3 separate regions of the Sus scrofa genome follow, and all the other regions are linked to region 1. The links are chromatin contacts, called in public Hi-C maps. All regions are on one chromosome and are shown on one strand. The core of a region is the stretch at or near the end of the contact, and the rest is flanking DNA. Distances in the headings are between cores, read along the strand shown. Region 1 has its middle 68 kb from the start of COL3A1. Region 2 has its middle 83 kb from the start of WDR75. Region 3 overlaps GULP1 (PTB domain-containing engulfment adapter protein 1).

Region 1 (4,711 bases), core at 760-3,259:
CAATTCTTACTTTAGAAGCCAAGAAAATGTTTTATATTGCAAGATGGTTGCCTCCCTAGAGTTCATTAGCTCATTTGCTTTCAATTAACTGTGTGTGTACTGCATCTGTCTCATAACTTCCCTAATGCTGAAGTCTTATTGCTCAGGCAGGCAGAGTAGCTGGTCTCATCTTGAATTGTCAAAGAAAAGAAAGACTGAAAAGTACTTTCCAGATAAACTACCCTACACTTCTGCTAGTCTATCTGTGTTGTCTATGGATGGAGTTGAACTACTAGAGGCAAGTTCATGCCATCTAAGTTTGTAGCTCAATATGTACTTGATTGAATTTGGAAAACACTTAGATTTTATGGAATAGTTTGGTTTGCCCCTTCAATGACCTGTTCACTATTATATTTTCAATGATTTCAAAGTATTCTAACATAAAACGAGAGGTTTTGCCCTTTATTCAGAATTATACAGCTAGTTTATGATGGTGTTAGAAATATATTGCTTCGACTGGTACTACAGTATTCTTTTAATTCCATCAATAATCCCATTAGTCCCTTTTAATCCCATCACATAAATAGCCAAGTTATACTTCATACATGCTCACGTATTAGTACAAATTTGGTTCAGGAATGACAGCAAAGGAATACCCCTTAGAATTAATAAACTGAGATTTCAGCTAAGAACTCGCCAATTTCTTGCCTATCAGTTTAATTTAGCTCAAATATTTTTTTTTAAAAATTGCCTTAAATATACATACAGCCTAATATTTTTAGATCCATTCTTCCTGAAAGGTAATTAAAACTTTCTCTAACTTTTAGTATTAACTGTCTAGTGAAATTGATCTATGTGAAGAACTTATCTAAATGAAGAACCTGTATTTTCAATAAAGAAATTTTTATATGTTATCTGAATAATGAATGAATAGTTAGAAAACACAACCTCAATAAATCTGCCTAGCTCAACACAACGATCATATTACTTTCCTATGCTTGTGGGAGCAATGGCTAGTGAACTCAATTTTAAGCCCACTATCTCTTGTAGATAACATTCCATGTTGAGCAATAAGAATTTTGCTGACTTTTTCCAGAAAATATTTCCCACCGAATTTATGACCAGAAGTTAATGTTATATTAACGTTTTCAAAGTCCATAACTTTATTTTCTAAAACAAGAAAAAGAAGATGAAACTTACAGAGAGTCTTCTGGATACAACTGATGTGAATACATAAATTGCATTTAGTTTTCTAGCCAAAATAGCAATTTGCTCCCGTTACCATGTTTCTCTATCTAAAAGGGAGGCTGCATATGGTAGGCTGTCAGCTTTTCCAGCAACACTCACAAATATTTTCCTTATGCTGCAAACTAAACCCTTGACTCAGTGTCTCACCCAGTAGACGTTATTCATTTTGAAATAGCACAGCTGTAATTCACATTTTATGTCTGATGCCTTCCCTCCATGAGTTGGGTTCCAAAAATAAGCCAAAATATTGAGATAAGTACATTTAATAAATTTCATAGAGAGAGAATCTGTCAATGCAATCAACTTTCAATGGCCGAAAGCAGGGGTATTCCTGTTGTTAGTAGGAATTTTCAGTTTTTTAAAAATACTGCTGACTTGGAGTTCCCTGGTGGCTCAGTGGGTTAAGGATCTGGCATTGTCACTGCTGTGGCTTTGGTTACATGCTGCAGCTGTGGCCAAAATACTGCTGACTCAATTGATGTATTCATCCCTAAATATCTCACCTTTGAGAAAAATGTGTAATCAAATAATTAAATAAACTAATTAATTTTCATCTTTTTTCTGTACCTCTCACTGAAAAATGGTGAAGGGTCATGTTTTGTGACATGAAAGTTTATGAAATTGTTCATAAGCTGATAGTATCCTCAGAGGGGGTCCAAAATTTGGAACCACATTTAGTCCATGAGAAGGGTAAAATTTGTGGGTAAACCACATATGCTGCTGGAGGAAGTGGGACAAAGTGAGTCAGCAGGGAGAACTGGCATCCACAAAGCAGGTTAAAATGAGGTAACTCCATTAGCAGTCAGTACCAAAGAAGTTCAGAAACTCACTGAGGTTTGTGTGAGGCCAATGAAGCACTGAAACAATGATTCATGTAGAAAATAACACATGGAGATAAAGGTCAGACATCTGCATCAAGATGGTGTTTTCTAAACAAATTTAACATTTGCAATGAAATTTTAAGAGTACAAACAGGATTTCAGCAATGAAATAGAAAGAGTTGGAAAAATAAGTCACTGAAACAATATTAGAAAATTGGTCCAGACTTTCTAGACAATATACACAAAAGAGAAAAAATAAATAAATAAAATAAATATTTTATAAGATATGTCTTATAAGATATCTTAATCAGAAGAGAAATAAATAAATAAATAAATAAAAATAAACCCTGGGGCTCAAGATGAGGGTTTGTTCCCAGCTCCATAAAAACGAAAGATGAGGGTCAGACTAACAGCAACAGTGACTTTCTGCTGTTTTAGATTTTGAAAATCACTTTCATTTGAGTCAGGATTGATTCCAGTGCAAATGTGTAAGATAGTGGAAAGAACGGATGGAAGGAAAGGAAATTAAACAGAAAAAAAGAAGTAATATAATGAAAAGGCCTAGAAAAAACTGTGAGACACTTCCTGTTTCTGATAATGATGGACTACGTTATTCAGAACACTTACCCTGCTAACAGCAACTTAAAACTTAGATAAAAGATTTTTTGAAAAAATAAAATTTTCCCTTAAAACACTTAAGGAAATCACAAAATTTTAAGCAATAATCAATGACAAAAATAAATGGAATGCTAGAAATCAAGCAGGGAAACAAGCATAAGAAGCTACTTTTGCCTATTGGCATTTGTTGATCTAAAAAATTAGAAACTGCCTAAAATGAAGAGGAGAGATTTCAAACTGAGGGCATAAAATAAGGTGGAGAGTCTACTAGAAGATCTTCACGTTAATTTGGACTCTAAGGGCTACAACTTCTTGGTGAATACAAACAGGAAGAGAACTAATCTTGCATGGAATTACAAACCAGGTCTATAACTGAGGATGATCCAAGGAATTTGAGACGTTTGCGTGGTTTAAAGTAGACCACGGACAGGTATCTTTCCTAGCCATATGTCAGAAAAGAATATAAATCTTTTCTGAAACATAAGAACCTTTTCCACAGGTTCAATATTTTAAAAATATAACCAGTACTAAAAGATGATCAGTCACAAAGAAAATGATTGTGAGCTAGAAGAAATAAGAGAAAAAGGAAACTGACTGTGAAGACTTCAGATTATGAAATTATTAGAGGCAGAGTAAGAAATTATCCTACCTATAATTAAGTTAAAAATAATAAAAGACAAGATTGAAGATAGGAATATATTAAAATGGCATATCATATTTGAAAAATAATCAAATTGAAATTATAGAAAAAACCTCCATAGATATTTTGAAAATCAGATTCAACAAATTTTTAGAGGGCCTTTATAATCTAGAATATAAATTAGAAGAAATTACATCAAGTACAGAGTTATCAAAAGATGTAATTTTCATTCGTGACTAAAAGAGAAAGTAAAACTTGAAAGATTTAGCATATATATAATTGGAAGACAGAAAAAGGGGGCAAAAGAAAAAGAAAATCTCTTAGAATTTTTCAAAACTGATGAAAGATATTGCAGAATTCAGAAATTGGCATCAATAATACAGTATAACAAACAACACTTGCATGTCAGTAACTTACAGTAGAGTGCATTTACTTTTTTAAGAAATAACTTCTATTTATTTATTGCTTTTCTACCTCACTTCTCCTTCCAGATTTTGGATATTATATATTTATATTATATTTATTTTATTTCATTCGTCCTTCTCATTTTGACAAGTCTGGAATGCAAGCAACTCTTATGTGCCATGTCATCTTTTTTTGTACTTTAGACAAAGTGAAATAATTTTTACCAAAAACATTTCAAAACCCTAATCCTAGAGTTTAGGCACATGTTAGTAAATCTAAATATTAATGAAAAACAGAGCTGGAGAGATTACATTGGATCGCATGAGCTCAAGTGTTTATAGTCCTGGAAGTTGATGGGCCATTGTGTTTTTTAGACTTTATTCTTATTCTGGATTATTCTAAAGCATAGAGCTGGACATGTGAAGTTTGCAAAGTTGCTTCTATAACAGAAAATTAGAAAAGAAATGCACATGGAGGCAGGAAACAACGATTCCAGCTCTGATTCTGCCGCATGATGTGATATGACCTTGGATAAATCCACTTGGACTTGAAATTCTGGATTCTTCACTGATGAAATAGAGATAATAAAAGATTCTGAGATTGGCGTGAAGATCCAATGGAATATTATACAAAATTAAAAATCTTTGTGCATTTCTTTCCCTTTTTTCTTCTGAGGGCCACACCTGCAGCATATGGAAGTTCTAGGCCAGGGGTTGAATGAGAGCTGTAGATGCTGGCCTATGCCACAGCAATGCCAGATCCAAGCTACATCTGGGACCTATACCACAGCTCATGTCAATGCTGGATCCTCAACCCACTGAAAGGCCAGGAATCAAACCTGTGTCCTCACTGACACTAGTCAGATTTGTTTCCACTGAGCCATGATGGGATTCCCATCTTTGTGCATTTTAAATAAAAATAAATGTTAATTGTATTAACCTTCAATTCTTCTTCCCCTTAATTTCAATGTCTTCGATTATGTTTTAGAGTGTCTCCTCAT
Region 2 (4,711 bases), core at 1,370-3,869, 410 kb before region 1:
ACATAATCTTGTTGGTTTACTTGTTATTTTGTGTTTTAATTATTTATATACCTGTTTCAAATTAGATATCTACTCCTCATTTTATTATGTATTCCTGGTGACTATCAGACCGACTAGCTCATAGTAAGTGGAGAATCATATATAACATGAGTGAATCAGTCAGCTAATCGTAGACCATGAGGTTCTTTAATATGAAATCCAGTTTGGCTGCTAATAATCATTTTTCTCTTATGGTTTCATCGTTGCCTTTGATTTCCTTAACACTTTTTTACTCATCCATATTACTGGGTCATTTTCTAGAGGCAAATGTAAGTTTCTGAGTGTGTACTCTGAAAGCATCATATGTAATTCTGGAGTTAGGATAGACTGATTTTGTGATGCCATTTTCAAAGACTTCTGAGGTTTCTGTTATCTGGTGGAAAGAATCAGTTTGTTCTAACTGAAAGTTGGAGTGTCTTGCTTTCTACTGTACCTGAACATTATAACCCAAAGAATGTCCAAAATGTTGCATCAAATTAAAGAAGCTTCAAAACTATTTCTCACCAGGAATCTATTTCCTGAATTATTTCTAAACCATCATTATCAGCAAGTGTGTATCAGGCACTGACATGCAGCCAGCACATCCCTGAGTATTGTACCAATTAAGTTGCTGTTGCTTATGCAGATGCAGTTGATGTAATACAGAGTCCCGTTTTCATGGTTCTTTTCAATTGTGGGTTTGCTATTCCTCTGATTTTATTTGTTTAGAGTTGTCTTTGCTTTAGGTTTGAACATGAGTTTTAGTTATTCCTTTGTCACTTTTAATTTTTACCATACAATTCTTCCTGATCTGTTTGCTGAAAAAAAAGCATTTTCTTGGACACTTTTTCCCTTCAGCTCCTGCCTTCCCGTTTCATGTTTATATGGACTAGCCAACGTTCATTTCAAAACTTTCATCCTTTCTTTTAGTAGGAATATGGGTGTATTAAGGTGTCATCAGATAAGGTGTAGTGATATTAAGGCTTTTGTGTTGCAAGAGGTTTAGCGGATATGATCTAAAATAAGAGAAGTTGTGGTTTGAGTCATAATGGAGGATGTTGGGATATTTTGTTAGGAATTGAGTCCAGCCGTGTTGTGCAGCTTTTAGAAAATTTTTTAATGTTTCTGAGTTTCCTTCTATTTAAAATATGGCAAAGATTGGAATAATATCTATTGAGCACCTTGTATAGCTGAAACATTGTGTGCACTAAAAACAACAGCTAATGGCAGGATTTATAGCTGCAGAAAATGAGAGATAATTTAGCCTGAACTTTGTGTATATGTGACATGAACTCTGCCCCTCCAAGTTTATATTGCTTACAGCAGACCCTCCTAGTTTGTTAGCAGCTTTTCCATTAGGTCCGGGTGCAGCTTTAGAATTGGTAACCAGACATTGCCAGTTAAAGAAAGAAGGAAAATGAGTTGAAACCCATTTTTTTTTTTTTTTTTTGTCTTTTTAGGGCCACACCTGCGGCATATGGAGGTTCCCAGGCTAGGGGTCTAATCGGAGCTGTAGCTGCCGGCTTATGCCAGAGCCACAGCAACGCCAGATCCGAGCCACGTCTGCGACCTACACCACAGCTCATGGCAATGCCAGATCCTTAATCCACTGAGCGAGACCAGGGATTGAACCGGCAACCTCATGGTTCCTAGTTGGATTTGTTTCCACTATGCCATGATAAGAACTCCTGAAACCCATTTTCGATCTTTCATGTAGTCCAGTCCTTTCCTACTATGGAAGAGAAAGCTGAGGCCCAGAGAGGTTATTGATTTCCTTAAGGAAATGCATTTAGTGAGTGGTCAGAACTTGTATTACAAGTCAGAATTCCTAATTCAGTTCTCCTTCACTGCACTGTCTGCCTTTCTTGTTCATCTTTTTTCGTAATAACTGGAATTGGGATTCAGTATCAGTTGCTATTTTTTTTTCTTGAGCAAATAAATTAACCCATGATTTTCTTGAACTAATACTTATTAGTTTATGTAAATGAGCCCCACTGACCACTTTACTCTGGTGATTATTTGTATTTTTAAAAGCCATGATGTTTGATTCAAACCTTCTGCTCGTTTGGCTTTTAGAAAAGTAAAAGCCTGAGGGTTAGCAGATGTTGAAGGAGGTATAATCAACGTAGGAAGAGGTTTCCGAAGTAAGAGTAACTCCAAATATTGCCCACATACTCTCCTTTGATCATTTGACTTTTTTTCTTTTCTGGTCTGGATATCATGCTGTAAATTTTGTGTTGGAATCCACTGAAGCTGGCTACAGTTAATCTTTCTTTTTACTGAGGACATGCTCATGCTTGCTGACAACTACAAAATTAATGTGGACTTAACTTAGCCAAAGGAAAAACAGGATGAGAAAAGACAATATGAAGCCTCTTTTTCTCATCACTTATGCCTCCACCCCACTGTTTTTTGTTTGTTTTAGTTACATTTTCAAATATTCTCTCATTTTCCCATGTTCTTTCTTGGCTTAGCAAAGCTTCTAATACACAGATGACAAACATGGGTTCCAGAAGTGCTGACTCATCACAGCAGAAGTCCTGTGTCTTGGCAGGAGACTTTAAAGTGTTGAGACTGGCCCTTTTCAAAGTAAGTCCGCAGCAGCAGATGTCACTGTTGGTCTATTTTAACTTCAGGGCACTTTATGAGTAGTGTTTTCTCATGAGCATATGAGCCCAGTAATACTAAATTTGAGGCCATGATTATGTGGGACATTTCATGATGGTCTTTAGCACTAATATACTATACATATAACTTTTTTTTGAGGTGTAGTCAATTACTTAGAGTTTTAATGTTGTAATTATTATATTTATACCAGTGCCATTTCCCTTTTTTAATAGAGATCTTTTCCATGCAGTCTAAATTTTCTTTGTCTTCCTCCTTCTTTCTGCATGTTATTCCTTAAACATGGGATAGTTTTCTTTTTTTCTGCTCTAACATACTTATTTGTATATGTATAAATCTCCATAATTCTTGCATTCTCTAATGTACTTTCTTCAATGTTAATTTTTGTGCAGTTAACTACAATGCAGTTAACCTCCACTTTTCTGAGTAAATAAGTTGTGTTAGTTACTTATCTGTTGTCTCTCAGCTCCATGTCCTCCTTTCTGACTCTACTCTGTAATGCTAGGGCTGTGACTCTGCAAACTTTGTTCCTCAAATTTTAGAGTCATTAAAGTGGAACTTGAAAGTATTGGGGATGAGTAGTAGGATATGAGATAAGACTTTCTTCCAGTTTTTAAATTTGTACCATTCTTCTTGGCTGAAGTTCCAAAATGGCACATTTCCTAATCATCAACCTTTGGGAGTGACTCCAGCCTCCAGTTCCTTTTGGCACTTCCAGAGCCAGCCTCATCCTATTCCCACAGAGGTACCAGCAGCAGGCAGCCCAAACACCTTCCTTAAAGCATCAAATCTGGGGCCTTGTTCTTTTAGCTCCGAGATTCTGGTTAGCCTCGCCATTTCCCTTTTGGTCGTCTAACCTCAGGCGGGGTGGCTGCTTCCTGGGTTACCTTGGTTTTCCCTTTTTGCTTGTTCAGCCCTCTAACACCTGTGAAAACAATTCCCTCCATTAAAATCCCGTTTGTTAAAAACTGTGGTTTCTTGACTTGCCATGTGTATGTGTGGTTTCTTGACTTGCCACGTGTGTGTGTGTGTGTGTGTATTTGAAAAATAATATTTCAAATTATATTTAATGTTAAAAATGGGAAAAATCAAGTAGCAATTCATTATATCATATTTTTTATTTATATTAAAAATACTTTCCTGATTTAGTCCTTTAGCATGTGATATGTATGTGATGATTTTTACTATGGAATATGCCTTGTGAAATATACATGTATACCTCCACAATCAAAACAAAAATGGGTGTTGACATCTATAGTAATTTTTCCTTGCAGAAATACTCAGTCCTTACCAGTGGGGTTCTAATTAGGTTTTACAATAACAGAACTCTCTTGATACCTATTTCTTATCTCTTATCCCTTATCTGTTCATACTCCATAATACAGAAAGCAAACCAAGACCAGGAGAGATGAAGGGACTTGTGCAAGGTCATACAAGTGAATGGTTAGAAACCTGGAGCAGAACTGAATCTGATGTTCTTTCTTTTGCCTCAAGCTGCCTTAGTTGCTCATGATTTTACTTGTATCTAGTGCAGGCATTTATTAGCATTTGGCAAGAAATGAGCATAAATGAAGTGATTAATCTAGGATTTCTTTGAGCTAATCATGAGTTATATTAACATATCATGCTGAGAACTTTGATTTGAAAGAGGCAGTGTTAGAGAACTTGTTGACTTTCTATGAAAGTGAATTATTTCACTATACTGCGTATTTATTCATTCAGTCACATTTGGTCAGCTAGCACTTATTAATATATAGTAATGTAAGGTAATGACATAAGTTAATGCGTTAGTATCATCTTTGTTTTAGCTCAGTCAACATTTCCTCCTTCTATCCACAGCGTTATTCTACTTTCTCACCTCTTTGCTGTTAAACACCCTATAATCTAGTTTGTGCTCCCTTTCTATTGAAACAACTCTTGAATTCACCAAGGACCTCCAGATTGCCAGATTCAACACTTTTTGGCTTTTCTTGGTCATATTCTGTGACAGTCGACACTGTTGACTATTCCTTTTTTCCTGAAAACTCCCTCTTTCTTCTTATATACTTCTCTAATAAATTATCATCCT
Region 3 (4,711 bases), core at 1,238-3,737, 280 kb after region 1:
TCATTTCAATAGCAGTTAGAAAAACACAAGGGAAAAAAGGATCAGAGGTTCATGGGCTTCCTGAGCTACAAGGGAGCTACATAAACCATTACTTTAAACTGTGCAACTTTACTTAGGAGGATATTGAGGTCTAGAGAGATTAAAATACTTCCACAAGGTTACAGAATTAGAAGAATGCTTTTTAACCAAAATACTTTTCATTTTATTTTACTGCTGCAAATAAACATTCCTGTGTAAAACATAACTTCATCTGTACACAATTTTATATGAAACATAACTACACAGTACATATCTTCATGGTAACATATATATATATATACTACTGAAACTCTTCTGTCTAAGGAAGATCATGCTTGCAACTTCTGTAATATTTCCATTGGAGCAGTGAATGGAGGTCTACACATCCAGCATCCAAATGACTGAATCAACCTTGTTAATCAGTACAAAAATAAATATTGCATGTATATATATATATATATGTGTGTATATATACATAAAACTACAGCTAGCATGTCACTGAATCTTTCCAAGTTCAAGGTTTGATGTGTCAGCTTGTTGAGATTTGATCTACCAAACTGAATTGCATTACTGCTCATCAGATTGAAAACAAGTACATGAGATATACAAATAGATGTTAAAAGAATGCATCCACAGTACTGCATTCTTTCCCCACATACAAAGCAAATGGTAGTCAGCAAACGGTGGTTTGCAAGCGTCAAAATTAAAATGAGGAAGTATACTGTATAATTGTAATGGTTTTTGTCATTACTAGATAGCCTGTTTCATCCATTTCAACAGCAAGGAGAAACAATGCTCAATTAACTAAAACTTCTGATGAAGGCACAGAAAGAAAGATATTGGAGTCAACTGAGATTGCTTTTTGCTTCCATTTTCATCCATCCTTCCATTCATTTGGGATTCCCATGATCCACCTGCCTCTCTGTCTGTTTTTACATACGTACATACATACATACATACATACACACACACTCCACACCAGATACTAAACCAGTGTTAGTTATCCTGCAGTATCCTTAAGTCTTTACATTTTGTGCTTTTGTAAAGATATGCCATTATTAAACTGTCAATTCTAAACACTAAAGAAGTTCTCTTTATATACTGCATTTAATCATATTTGTATTTTCCTAATACTTAAACTCTGTATTAATTACTGAAAAAATGAAGCATTCTAAATGCTCAATAACGGAAGAATGGTTTAGTAGATTATAATTTATAGATTATGGTATTGGTGAAATTCTTATGGTCTAGGATATATTATTGGTAGTTTCTAATCAAAACAAACAAGAACACGTGTAGAAGATACATAACATGTATTATCAGGCCTACATATTTCAAGGTGTGTTTAGCAAGTCCTAAAATTCATGTAAGAAATTATCTATTCATAAATTACACACATACACTCCAAAACTGACCCATATGGTTTAGAAAAAACTTTAAACACAAACACTGTCTACAAATGACCTGTTCTAATTGGACATGCACTTGATTTTAAAAAGGATATGCAGGACTAGGATTGTTTTTCTTTTTCATTCGTTGCTACACTTTTGGCTGAATTGTCTCTCTGTAGTTTATGGCTTCCTCAGCCTACTGTTCTTTAGTAACTACCATTTACCTAATGAATTCATCTCAGCAGACACACCGTTCAGTAGATAATTCCTCATTTGCAACTGCCTTGTTTCCTGGCAAACTATATATATATAAAACTATATATTTAGTTTCCTTTCACCATGACTTCTTTTGTCTGCTTTCAGCCATCTTGGCAATAGTAATCGTGGGATAACCATAACCAAAGTGAAGTCTCCAACTCTTTAATTATTATTTAATATCGAGTATAGAGAATGGGAGGAAGTTAGAACAGCTATGGGAGGTCTTAAATTCATGGTTTGAAAGGTTTGAAGGAATGTAATTATTCTTTAAGTTGGAATTGAACAGTAACTGTGGGTGCATCCATGCCATTGTCCAGCTGTCCTCAAACATATTAAAAAGGCAAAATCTCCATGGCTATTCTGTAGGCTAAGATATGGGGTAGGACTTATTTTTGCAAATGTCTCAGGCATTTTGATGCAAGTATTCCACGGATTATAATTTGAAAGGGAAGGCTACTGCATGTAGCCAGCAGTCTGTGCACTATACTAGAACTCCTCAAACTTTAGCGTGCATGGTAGGTACTGTGTTTCTTCTTGAATTACAGATTTAGTAAGTCTGGAACAGGGCCTGCGTTTTTACGGTTCTAACAAGCTTCCAGGTGATGCAGATACTGCTAGTCCACTGTGAAGAGCAAGACATTGTCAGGGGTTGTTAAGCACATAGATTGAAGGTATCAGTGGCAAACCTGGACTAGTGAAAACTGCAGACCTGTGAAACAATTTTATTTATTTATTTATTGATTGATTCATTCATTCACAGGGCTGAGTCACATGGAAGTTCCTGGACCAGGGATCACACCCATGCCACAGCAGTGACATAAGCTGATCTTTAACCCACCGTGCTGCAAGGGTACTCCAAGATCTGTAAAAATATTTTCATAACCTTTTTATAGTCCAGGGTTTCCTTGGGCTTTCATGTTGAATTAATTTGTCAGTAAGCATACTACATTATTAAAAGAAAGTATTGATAATATATATTTGAAAAATAATTGGAGTTGAACGTTAGTCAATTTTTCCAAACTGACTTTCAGTGGTTTACCAACATTACTAAACAGTAATTCTGAGGTTCTGTGAATAAAGTACTATATTTATTTTTTAGGGCTGCCATAACAAAATACCACAGGCTGGGTGACTTCAACAACAGAAATGTATTTCCTCACAGTTCTGGAGGCTAAAAGTCGAAGGTCAAGGTGTTGGAAGGTTTGGTTTCTGCTGAAGTCTTGCCCTTTGGATTGCAGATGCCTATCTTCTTGCTGTGTCCTCACATTGCTTTTCCTCTGTGCTCACAAACCCCTGGTGTCTCTTTCTCTTATTGTAAGGACAGTAGCCTTACTGGATTAAGGCCCAATTAAGACATCATTTAACTTTAATTACCCTACAGGCTCTATCTCCAAATATAGTCACATTGCTGATTAGGCTTAAACATAGGAATTTTAGGTGAAAAAAATTCACATTCACAACATATTAGTACATATTAATAAATATGAATCTAGAATAGATTATATTTTCAACTTTTTTTCTCATTGGATCTGTAGGAGGAAAAGCTCTTAAATACAGGAACTTTAATTTTATACAGTGTTATAGGCTGAATTATGTTCCTCTCAAACATATATGGTAAAGCCTTAATTCCCCTTGCCTGAGAATGTGACTGTATTTGGAGATAAGGCTTGAAAGAGGTGATTAAGTTAAAATAAGATCTTCAGGGTGGTTTCTGATCCAACCTGACTTGTGTCCTTAAAAGAAGAGGAAATTGGACACACAAAGAGACCCTAAGGGTGTGTGCACACAGACAACCATGTTAAGAGGCAGCAGATGGGCTGCCATTTGCAAGCCAAAGAGAAAAGCCTTGGAAGAAACCTTGCCTGCTTCTGTCAACTTAATCTTGGATTTCCAGGAGTTCCCCTCGTGGCGCGGTGGTTAACGAATCTGACTAGGAACCATGAGGTTGCAGGTTCGATCAGTGGCCTTGCTCAGTGGGTTAAGGATCCAGCGTTGCCGTGAGCTGTGGTGTAGGTTGCAGGCATGGCTGGATCCCACGTTGCTGTGGCTCTGGCATAGGCCAGTGGCTATAGCTCTGATTAGACCCCCTAGCCTGGGAACCTCCATATGCTGCACAGGGAGCAGCCCTAGAAAAGGCAAAAAGACCAAAAAAAAAAAAAAAAAAAACTTGGATTTCCAGCCTCCAGGACTATGAAAAATAAACTTCTGTTGTTTGACCCAGCAGGTCTGTGGTATTTTATTATGGAGATAAACCAATAGATATTGACTATGTCTACAGGCAATAAGGGTCAGTCCAGGACTTTTTGATGAACAACATACAGATTTTGTCTTCTTTCACACTCAGTGAAGCACACTTACATGCATTTCCTTCACAGCACATGAATACAAAATTCTTAAATATCAGACCAAATAACATTAAATCTACTTAATATAAATTTTGATATCTCAAAGAGACTGAAGAACAAACCACTCAGAAAGCAATCCCAGACGTTTTTTGCCCTATAAATCCTATGGAGTTTTAAAGTCTAGTTAACTGAGAACTAAAGAGTTTTAATGGATAACAAATTTTAAGTATTCATTAAAATAAGAATGTAATTGCAATTAATTAAAGATTAGAGTGCTTCCAATGTTCAAAAATAAGCCTTACCTTTGTTTTGGGTTCTAAAATTTTTACTCCATAAATTGATATTTGCAACTCAACTTTAGGAATTTTCTGGCCTTCAGATTTCTTGATATGTCTTGCAAACTACAAATGAAAATTTATTCACAAAATAATAATTCCATTTCTAAGTAAAATGACCACAAATATATATTTGGAGTTTGTATTCAATGTTGAACTTTCATTAAGTTAATTATCACCCATTATAAAGTGTTTTTAGAAACCCCACACAGCACCTAAATATTTAGAAATCAGAGTAATCTTCCATTACTGTAATTAAAATCATATTAATTTCCAATAACTTTAAAAAACATTTTTAATGCATTTCTTCCATGATATTTAAAAAACTATATTCATACCAAACAGAAAATGAAAACTCTTTGTG

What was found. Hi-C and Micro-C count contacts between places; a contact is called where the count stands out from the background.
Region 2: a contact with region 1 is called in a Hi-C map of embryonic fibroblasts, with 2.2 times the contacts expected there. The contact joins two enhancer-like sites. A contact is called at or near these places in 2 of 47 Hi-C or Micro-C datasets (embryonic fibroblasts and retroperitoneal adipose tissue).
Region 3: a Hi-C map of embryonic fibroblasts shows a contact between it and region 1, with 2.5 times the contacts expected there. The contact joins two enhancer-like sites. A contact is called at or near these places in 3 of 47 Hi-C or Micro-C datasets (embryonic fibroblasts and subcutaneous adipose tissue).

What each region holds. Positions count from the first base shown.
Region 1 is chr15:93,486,324-93,491,034 of Sscrofa11.1, reverse strand. No RefSeq gene overlaps it. Among named protein-coding and RNA genes, the nearest start is that of COL3A1, 68 kb to the left of the region's middle. Within about 2 kb of position 2,009, at least 4 of the 83 cell types and tissues checked have an H3K27ac peak or open chromatin away from gene starts, as enhancers often do. A contact at or near this core is called in embryonic fibroblasts, where this site is marked.
Region 2 is chr15:93,895,944-93,900,654 of Sscrofa11.1, reverse strand. It overlaps a transcript of COL5A2 not described here. Among named protein-coding and RNA genes, the nearest start is that of WDR75, 83 kb to the left of the region's middle. Within about 2 kb of position 2,619, at least 18 of the 83 cell types and tissues checked have an H3K27ac peak or open chromatin away from gene starts, as enhancers often do. A contact at or near this core is called in embryonic fibroblasts, where this site is marked.
Region 3 is chr15:93,205,182-93,209,892 of Sscrofa11.1, reverse strand. It overlaps GULP1 (PTB domain-containing engulfment adapter protein 1), which reads right to left. Exons shown (of 12, transcript XM_021075382.1): 6 at 4,315-4,413. Among named protein-coding and RNA genes, the nearest start is that of DIRC1, 210 kb to the left of the region's middle. Within about 2 kb of position 2,487, at least 4 of the 83 cell types and tissues checked have an H3K27ac peak or open chromatin away from gene starts, as enhancers often do. A contact at or near this core is called in embryonic fibroblasts, where this site is marked.